Regions from separate parts of the Mus musculus genome. Here region 1 is linked to region 2. A link is a contact called in public Hi-C data. All regions are on one chromosome and are shown on one strand. Each heading gives the region's core, a stretch centred on a gene start, on an enhancer-like site or on the middle of the called end of the contact. The rest is flanking DNA. Distances are from core to core; before and after follow the strand shown.

Region 1 (4,998 bases), core at 1,240-3,739, 120 kb after region 2:
ATCATTAGGTATGCTGGTCACACCTGTGATCCCAGCACTCAAGAGACAGAGACAGAAGGATCACCCATTCTCGTAGCACCCAACACTGCACTATAGTAGTCCTGAAGATTGAACCAGCCATAGCTACTATCTGCCTTCTTTGTGTCCAGGTTTTGAACTGAGCCCTCCCATGGGCTCGGTTACACATCTCTCGGTGCAAGCTCTCTTTACTTTCTGGTATATTAGTAACAAACAGTGAGTTGGCCTCCTGCTCCTTTGGTAGTGGACTAAATTTCTGTTCCGCTGACCACAATCCTTCTAACCACACTGGGCATCCTTCAGGCTCGTACAGCATGTGCCTGAGCTTCTCCATTCCTGATCCCAACACCCATCAATGGTCCTGTCAGAGTAGGTGTCTGGGACAGGTGCTTGAGGCAAACCTTCTTTCTAATCTATCCTCCTTATAAAAGCAATTTGTATTCTCAGGCAGGTGATCATGGTTGACCACCCCGACCACCCACTACCTGCAAGACAGCAGGTGGATAATATTAAACCATTATTTCCTTTTACTGTATCTACTTTGTGCACCAGTAGCCCTTGAACTTGACCATTAGGCATTATGACCTTCAGTCCAGCCCCCTGGGGCTAATGCCACCCACACAGCATTTAGACCAGATATTTCCTCCCATGATGCTTAGATGTTAACACACCTAGCCTGCTGCATATTCTTCAACTAGGCTTCTCCAGGCCCCTTGTTTTCAGGCTGAGATGCTCATTTTCCTGAGTTCCAGGCAATGCCAGACATTACCTGTGCTGTCAGCATCTCTGCCAAATTGGCACTCTCTAGGAGGACAGCTTCAGAAACTAAGCCAAACCTATTCACTTCACTAAGCCAAACCAACCCACTTGAAGCTAGAGACAGCACTCTGGTGTAAAAATGCACTTTCTGGTACTTAATTGTTCAAACCTCATGCCACATGTCTGCGTGCCACACAGAGCGGCCATGAGAACGTGTAGCCTGCTCTCACGTGTGAGGATTGCTTTCTAGGTACTGAAATGTCACCTCTTCCTGGCCTTCCTTACACATGTGCCTTGGAGTTTTGAAAAGAATCTATCTTCCTTTCATCTGAATCACTAGTGATACCACAGACCCCAGATGACCCGTTTGCTCAGCATCCCATTACCCGGAATCCTTAAGCTTTAGGAGCCTCCTGTGAATAGGCACAAGTTTTGTGTTTAGCACGCCCCCCCCCCCCACCACCACCACACACACATAGGTTCCTGTTAATGGGACACTTCTCCATAGCATGGAATTGAGAACAGCAGGCCCTGAATTCCCCTACTCCTTTGGCAATAGTCACCCACTCCTCTTGGAAGTTTCTCAAAACTCAGAAGAAAAAAGTAAAGAAAAAGAGGAAGGTTGAAAATAAGGCAGATGTGACCCATCTTTTTTTTTTTTTTCACTCTTCCAAGCCAGACACTACTAGAGGCATTAGGATTTCCCAGAGGCATTAGGATTTCCCGGTGGCCACCAAAAGCAAGCACCCATTGCTCAGAACCTGACAATCGAGCCCATATGCTAGGGTGCTGTTAAGAGTTGTCTACATGCAAAATATGAGTGAGCAGCTATTATTAGAGACGCCAGCACAGAAGGAATAGATAGATAACGCAGAAAACGGGAGAACCAGACACCCCGAACACCCTGGTTTCTCAATTGTCACCTAGACTGACTGCTGAGCCGCTGCAGAAGCTCCAGGCCTGGTTCCCTCCCGCCATGCCCAAGGTCGCCCTGGCGGGGCCTCCTTACCTTGCGTGAGTATGGGGGTTTGCTCAGGTGGATGCCATCGCGGACCAGCTTATCCCGGATCATGATCTTCAGCTTCAGCTTAGGGTAGCTCACCAGCTCCCTGCTGCAGGGAGCGCCCGGCTGGCCACGGGGGTCCCCGCGAGTGCCCTGGGCTGAGCTGCCACATGGCTCCCCCCGGCGGCCTGGGGGCACCGCTTCTACCAGCGGTGCCGGTGGCACGGGCTGCGGTTCAAGGGTGAAGTAGAGGCCGGCAGCGGCCGCATCCTGTTCCCGCAGCCGGTGCACAGCCTCTAGGATGCGCCGGCGGTGCGCGGGAGCCAGCACCCCGATGGCGTCCAGGTCCGGGTCTCCGATCTGCTTGCACACTTCCAGGTCATCGTAGCCATTATCCACGAAGGACTCAGCGTACTGTGGGAGCTGTAACGCTTTCAGCCACTCGTAAACTATGTTGGTGCACATGGCTGAGACTCGGAACTCGCCAGCGAGTACCCAAGTGACACGGGCGGCACCAGTTCTTGCAACTTTTAATCCTCTCCTGGAAAGGGGTGGGGAGAAGAAACAGCAGGAAAAGTTTCTCCCTTAGTGGTTAGGCTCCGGCCGCAGAGTCAGAGCCATAGAAAGCAGCCGGGGAGGGAGCGAGAGAAAACGAGGAGCGTCTAGCGGCGAAGTGGATTCCCCGAGCAGGCGCGGCGCTCGCGGGCACTGGCGGCTGGGCGAGCGGCTGGGCTCCGCGCCGCCCCTGGATGCGCGGCCACCGCGGGGAGGGGCGCGCAGGCGGGGCCGGGCACACCCCTCGCACCCGCGCGGGTCACCGTCGCGCTGCGCCGCCCAGGAGGTTCCCCAGCTGGGGCAGTCTGGGGAGTGCTCGCTGCATGTCGCTATCTGGCCGGCTCCGTGGACGTCTGCAACCGGGTCCCACGCCGTGGAGGCGGCTCCGGCGGGCAGACCGGTGGATGATGGCGAGCGCCTGGTCTGTGCGCTTGTCAGTCACTGTCGTTCCCGGGGTCACGGTGACCCGGTGGCTATTAAGCTTCCGGACTCCGGTGGCTGCCCTGGATATCTTTCGACATTTCTTTTGAATCCGACTTCTCCAAACCCCTAGATTTTTTTTTCTTCGCTCAGTTCCCAAGCCAGTGGGTACTCTCGCCTGGGTGTCCAAGGGGAGGACCCGGTCACTGGTCCTGAGAGAAGCTGTTGAGTCCAGTGTCCCTTCTCCTTTCCCGATGCACGTAGAATGTCCTTTCAAAGGAGCGGGTTGCTAAGGCTCCACAGGCACGGTGTGTCTGGCTCTGTGGTGCTGCGCTCTGTGCCCCAAGCAGCTGCGTTTTGGCAGCAGGGTGGGAGCGACGTGGGGACTGTCCAGCCTGATGGGCGCGAGGCCCCTCCTCGCTATAACTAGTCACACCGGGTGGGTGTCGGGAGGGGCACGACTGCTCCCGATTGCCTCTCCCTCCAAGGCCATCTGACCTGCGAAAGTTTGGGGTGGGTTGTTACTTTCTCCTCCTCGGTCAGCGCATCCCTACCTGATCGGCATCCCTCCCCACCCCCACCTTCCTTCCAGCCACACAAGCACACCGCGTTGTGTCAGACCCCCTCAATCTCTCCCTGCCTTTTTGCTTTCTATTCACTTCGCGTTACAGCTCTTCTGCCCCAGGTGGCTCCCTGCCCAGGGACAAGAGAGGTTTTCTGCCTCCGAGACAGGGACCACAGCCGACTCCCCCTTCTCTGCCCCAGGGTCGCGTGTTAATTGATACACCACCACATACACCACCACGCAGCTGTGTTAAAGAGAACACTAGGGCATCTAGCACTTCTGCCTAGATGGGAGTAACAAAATTAACCGAGATTCCCTCCTGGTGCCCATGGCCCAGCTTTGAATGGAGGCGGGGGAGTGGGGAGGAGAAGGGCGACCCCCCGGAGTTCCTAGGCCTCTTTTCACTTCGTCTGATCTTTGGGGAAGCAGTTAGAACCTTAAGAAACCTTGCAGGCAGCAACAATTTCCTTTTCACAAAAGTAACACTCAGCTTCACTCTAGAGCCAGACCTGGCCAATACCCTTCCTGAAAGAGTCCTTCTGGGGCCCTACCTGTCTCTAGGCACAACACTAATGATGGCACTGCCCATCCGTGGCTTTAGAGTCGTTCCCCGTGGCTCCAGGACCGTTGGCTGTGGGTAAGGGACTCTCTGTGCCACGTTTCCACTAAATTAGTGAAGCTTAAACCCCTCTTGGGACAGACACTGAGAATCAAACTAACTCTCTCTCTCTCTCTCTCTCTCTCTCTCTCTCTCTCTCTCTCTCTCTCTCTCTCCTTTATGGTCTGTAAAATACCTGATATGGGTGAACCCAAAATGCGTCCCGTATTTCTACAATAGCTGGGGCCTATATGCTGAGTCCCAAGCTCCTGGATCCAAACGTCTCATACTGAAAAATAGCTACCAGGAAGAACCTTCTGTTTGGGAAGAAGAAAGACTACAACGCGGGTAGTCACGGAGCCGTGTCTGCCCGCAGTCCTAGATCACCCGCGTTTCCGTGTTCAGAGACTAGATTATGGTTCTGATCCTGGAGCAAGGCTCTGGGTTACCCCGGACCCTCCCTACCTAGCACGGATTGTAACTTGCCCTCCGTCCCTTGCCAAAGCAAGCTCACAGTGCCCTCTTGTGTCCAAGTGCTGGAATTTTAAGGCGTTGCCCAAGTCCCAAACTTGTTTTGTTCGGCTGAAGGAAGAAGAGGGCTTTATGGTTCCTATTTGCCTTCGTAATGTACAGATAATGCCCTCGCGTGTACCTTTATATCTCAATGCTTTGTCATGAAAACCGTTGGGTTTTGGTGAGGTGGGTATTGCAGTACTTTCAAAACAAGTCTGCTTCAATGGAACAGAAGTTCTCTGTAAATGCTTCTTCGGAAGTTGGTACTATATGCCAGGCATCTGCATTTATGTCTAAGTATATGTGGCTCTTAGAAGTATTATCCGCTATGTTACAAAAAAAGGAAGACCCATGTGTGAAACATTCCCTCCTCGTCTGGTCACTGTAGAGGAAAGGGTAGAGAACTATGAAGACAGAAACTCAGGGACAGGCTTCCAGCCACTGGATTTCCAGCTCCCTAGCCATTGCTAAAGGAACCAGCAGGAAACCTTGGGCTGGTTATAAAAGCAGAGTCTCTTACTTCTGCTGTTTGTGTGGTTAGAAAAGGAAACTTTCAAGCTCTTGAGT
Region 2 (5,076 bases), core at 785-3,284:
GACTGTGTGTTTTTTCTCTGCAAATATTATTGTCTTGCAAAAGCAATCCAACTCAAGTGAGACCAGTGTTCTATGTACATCAGAGACCAAAATCGAAAGAATAAATAGAATTGCTACAGAGTTGAATAAAATATCCTTTACTGTGTGCATTAGTCAAGCTTGTCTGAGACTCCAGAGGAGGATACTGATATAACAACAACAACAACAACAACAACAAGGAAAGAATCTGCTCCTGTGATTAAAAGGACTACAGAAGATATATCTATAAAATACTAACTGACATGAGAACCATTAATAAATAGAAAGAAAACATCTTTACAAGTTGCCAATCATTTCATATGCCCTTCAAGATGAGATTTTTCACCGTCAAGTAGAGTATGCTAGTGGTCTTCATGAAAGAGTTGTGCCTCAACTAAGTCTTCTTTAGCAGGGTCAATAATGAATACGAGTGTTTTATTATAGCATGATCAGTTTGACAAATTTTTGCATCTGGGGAAGGAGCAATTACTGTCACAGAATCCAGCATGCCTAAATGTCATTTGCTTTCTTTTGCAGTGATTTTATTCTGGAATGATAATAACACAGACAGAGGCTAACTAAACCATTCACATTAACACTAAAGCCCTGCAGCTCATACTACCAAGAAAAATAAGTTCCCAATTAGCTTTAAAATGTTTACAGAGGGGCTGGACAGATGACACAGCACTTAGGAGCACTGGTTGTGTTTGCAGGGGACGTGGGTTCAATCTCTAGCACCCACATGCCATCTCACAACTGTCTGTAACTCTAGCCCCAGGGAATCCAACAACTTCTGGCATCTGAACACACCCAACACACATGTGGAACACACACATATGTGCAGACAAAACATTTATACACAAAATAAAAATAAACGTCTTTAAAAAAAAAACAACAAAAAAGCAAATGTCAATAGAATTAGCTTTGTGGTTGTAGCTTTAGTTGGAGACTGTTTAATGCTTGGGCTGCACAGCTATTGGAAAGAGAACAAAGGTTCCTTCCTTTGTACTTATCATTGATGTTTCAACAAAATGCTGTCTTATTTTTCTTATCCGTAAAATGAAAGGGTTGGGCCAGACGTTCACTGCTACTAAATGACTGGAAGAAAGGATGTCATGGTGGGGAGCGCGCAGAGGTAGATTCTGTAGTGTGAATGGAAAGGTCACATGATGAGCCCGTGATACATGAGCTTGGGAATCCAGGGACTGTTGCAACTTAGCCTTGATTGCTGCCATGCTCCAAGAGACTTCTGCGATCGACTAATATAAATCCTTATTTCAAAAAGGAAACTGAGGTATGATATGGTGCCATTTTTGTTGATAGGGACATTACCAAAGCTATGTTTAGAATCCTTACTGTATGGAATTAAATAAAGATCATTGAGTACCATGAAGAGAGATGAAACTTTAGAAAAAAGAAAAAAAAAACTTTTGAATATTACAAAGGAAGTCAATATTTTTAAACTATGAAAAAATTACGAGTGTTGTAGATTGTTGCAGTCTGTAATCTAGCTCATTATTCTTTTTACAAAGGAAAAGAAAAATTGTAGAGTATCTATATAATAATCCCATTGTTCACTTTTGCATTGAACAAAAGGGGAAGTGTTTTAACACAGGCAAGATGCATTATTTCTGACTTGGTAAGAATTAAAACAGAAACAGTTACACTGGAAAACAAGCTAAGCATCTTTTATTTCAGAGAATCAGTGCTATAAGACAGTAATGATCAAGCATTCTAAGGATAAGAGTGTCTACTATTTATTTTATAATGAATATAATTTTAGATAAATACATCATGCATTCAGACTACAGTGAACAACATAAGAAGCTCACTTAAAAACTTTAAAAGTTAGGTTAGTTCAAGTTTGTAGGTAAAATTAATAGATTCTTCATTCCTTACCTCCCACCAAACACTAAAAATGTAATTGCAGCAATCTCACAGCAGTGGGTAGGGCAGAATACCAAAAGAAAGCTTGGAGCAGGGTTTCCAGACAGCTGGGAGTGAATCAAGTACAAACTCTCCAGAAGTTAGCATCTGAATCATCACTTAAACAGAAAATCTTTGTAGACGGTTTATGATGAGAGTCTAGTCATCCAACTGCTAAAGCTTTGAGAAAAAAAAAAATGTTTATAAAAGAGGGGGAAAAAAAGGAACCCAGACAAAGGCCAAGTAGGAAAAGGTCTGTAGACATCCTGAACTGTGTTCCAGCTTCCTCTGTACCTCTTTGAACATGATCACTGTACCACACATAAAAGGGTGACTTGCTCTTTAGCACACATGGTGATGAGGAACATTTGACAGCCTTACAGGCAGTGCTTGTTAGCCTGTAAACAACCAGAGCCTCCCTATATGCTCCTGAAGCTCACACATGGGTGGAAGAAATGAGCAAGGCAAAGCTCAAGGCAGCTCCTGCCATGGTGGAGACTGTCACGGTCAGAAGAGCTAGGGATCAGGTTAAGGAGCCCTGGCTTCTCAGATCCTGAATCCTCCCTCACCCAACAATGTAATCACCATCCATCACTGTCTAGCCCTTATGAACGCTTGCTGACGGTAAAGCAAATTTACAGAGGATTAAGGAGCCCAAACATACTATTATGCAGCTTTCAAGTTTCCACCAGAGTCCGGGCATCTTCAAAGGGAGTTCTGAGAAGGGTAGGGCACAGAACAAGGGAAGCAAACATTGAATTAAAAAATACTTAACTGCTAAGCAACAAGATAAGCATCTGAATGCTCATAAACACAAAGTCCCTGGGTCTGACTCTGAGGGTCATAACCCTGATGTGCCATCTTGCAAAGCCTGTGGCCTTTGAGGTGAGCAATATTTCAAGGCATTTTTAAAATTTGTTTTGGGGACGTAGTATCACAAAATCTTACTTCTTTTAATGAGGATACTTCCCAGTGAGCATCTTTTAAATGAGACTGGACAAAATACCATTGACTTTATTAGGTAAGTGTATACGTTAATATTATACCTTTCTTTTTTTTTTTTTTTTTGTTTTTGCTTTTGTTTTGTTTTTTTGAGACAGGGTTTCTCTGTGTAGCCCTGGCTGTCCTGGAACTCACTCTGTAGACCAGGCTGGCCTTGAACTCAGAAATCAGCCTGCCTCTGCCTCCCAAGTGCTGGGATTAAAGGTGTGTGCCACTACCACCCGGCTTATACCCTTCTTAAATATGTGGTAAAATTCACAGAATTTAACCATCTTTTAGGGTTCCCTTTAGGAATATGGCTACATTATCTAGAGTTCTTCTTCATTTTTTTGATGCCTACTTTGACCACTGACCCTTTAGCTCTAATGTGTGCAGTGTCAACTGAAGAATCCGAATGGTCAATTATTCTCTGGCTCATCTTTATTCTTACAAAGCAGCTTACCGTGCTTTTGCCCTTTTTGCCCAACAGTAAGCATTTCTTTAAAAAAAAAAATCAATTAGAAGCTGTCACTGTTTCTACATGGATATCAAAACTTACCTATGCCAGGTATATATACTGATGGTTACCTATGCTCCCAGATACTCTCCTGACAGAGGCAGGAGGATTGAAAGTTTGAGACCAGGTTGAACAACTTAGCAAGAACTTGTCTAAAAAATAAAATAAGGGTGAGGGATATAGCTGAATGGGTGAGTTCTTGGCTAGAATTCAGAAGCCCTTAAATTTAATCTCCTGTAAGGCAAGAATAATTACTAACTAATTAATTAAATAATTTAAAAGACCGAGGGCATAGCTCATCAGCAGATGTTTAGTAGCGGGCAAAAGCCTGGGATTTAATCCCCAGTACAAAAGTAAAAACTAAATTATCTATTTTGAATATAATTAGTTTTCAAATATAAATAAAGCTACTTGGAAAACTGACCTATGGTATACGCTGGAGTCTAGCTCAGCAGTAGAGCACTTGCCAAGGATGTTCAAGACCTTGGTTTTTTAATTTTAGGATCAGTGCTATAAAAGAACCTTTGCTGAAGATATTTATATACAGGTTGCCAACCCAAATACAGCAGTCAAACGAACATAGTGAACAACTGATCTTATGACTTACTCATACACGTTCTCACAGCAAAAGATGCCGAGGAAGGATTTCGCAGCACCTCACACCTCTATTAAGGAAGGAGGTCAGGCTGAGAGAACAGAATAAGCAAACCCCTGCTCTTGTCTCCTTTCCAGAATTGGGATGAACAATTGCCAGTATGGAGAAGAAAGTAGACATATCATCCATGAGCCTACTAAATTAGGTTGAGCCATGATACTTGGGAACCTCAAACAGGAACTTTATCCTTCTTGACCCCTCTGATGGTCTTTGAGCGATACATTGATGCTACTGGATAGAGCCGTCACAACTTTTTCTTGAAAATACAGATATTTTCAAAGACCAAAGAGAACTAGCATTTTTTTTAAAAAAATTAGCTACTTCATTAAATATGGCTTGTATTTAGTTAATTTGTGCAGCAACAGGTTTAGTTTTAGACTAGAATTGTCACCTACCACAAAACTAGATATTCTGGATTCCTTGCATAATTTGTGAGATTAGAAAAAAAGTTCAAAGAGACTTAGAATCAGAATAATTTCATTTGCCATGTTCTTACAGACTAAAGGATGATACTTTGCCTTGTGCCTTTAGACCTAGAGCACACCACGCACTATCTGTCCCAGACCTTGCCCAGGTGAGTTGATACTTGTACATCTATCTTAACTACCCTGTGTTAATGAGAAAATAAGTCATGTGTGATCTCACACAAAAATGTCAAAGCACCAGGCTACTAATCCACTACCTGCTACAGAAATGTATTAGCCCTGCTTTGCCAAAATGGATTTGAAGATTGTCTACAATAAATTTAGGGACAGGGTCCCTAAGTTCTAGAAATCGATCATCTAAAACCAAAAATACCCAAATTGACAGATTTAGGAAGGAAAAATATACATCAAATTTATTCCATAATAGCCTATGAAAATATTTGGCCTGAGGAATTAAGGCCTTCCATGGTCATTTGTAAGGAAATGACTTGGCTAACCTGCCAACCACAGAGTCAGAGTGCACAATTCCTCAACTCATCTGCCTCAAAATGATA

What was found. A called contact is a pair of places that touch in the nucleus more often than the background predicts.
Region 1: a Hi-C map of the N1E-115 cell line shows a contact between it and region 2, with 5 times the contacts expected there. The contact joins the promoter of Samd5 here to the enhancer-like site in region 2. A contact is called at or near these places in 3 of 39 promoter capture datasets (the 3T3-L1 cell line and liver), 10 of 484 Hi-C or Micro-C datasets (the C2C12 cell line, the N1E-115 cell line, the Patski cell line and 7 more), 4 of 115 datasets of contacts at active chromatin or transcription factors (bone marrow-derived macrophages, a colorectal cancer cell line, embryonic stem cells and 1 more) and 2 of 9 other capture datasets (adipose tissue and embryonic stem cells).

What each region holds. Positions count from the first base shown.
Region 1 is chr10:9,672,719-9,677,716 of GRCm38.p6, forward strand. It overlaps Samd5 (sterile alpha motif domain containing 5), which reads right to left and starts at 2,490. Exons shown (of 2, transcript NM_177271.3): 1 at 1,787-2,490. The coding sequence starts at 2,245.
Region 2 is chr10:9,555,302-9,560,377 of GRCm38.p6, forward strand. It overlaps a transcript of Samd5 not described here. Among named protein-coding and RNA genes, the nearest start is that of Samd5, 120 kb to the right of the region's middle. Within about 2 kb of position 2,035, at least 35 of the 459 cell types and tissues checked have an H3K27ac peak or open chromatin away from gene starts, as enhancers often do. A contact at or near this core is called in the N1E-115 cell line, where this site is marked.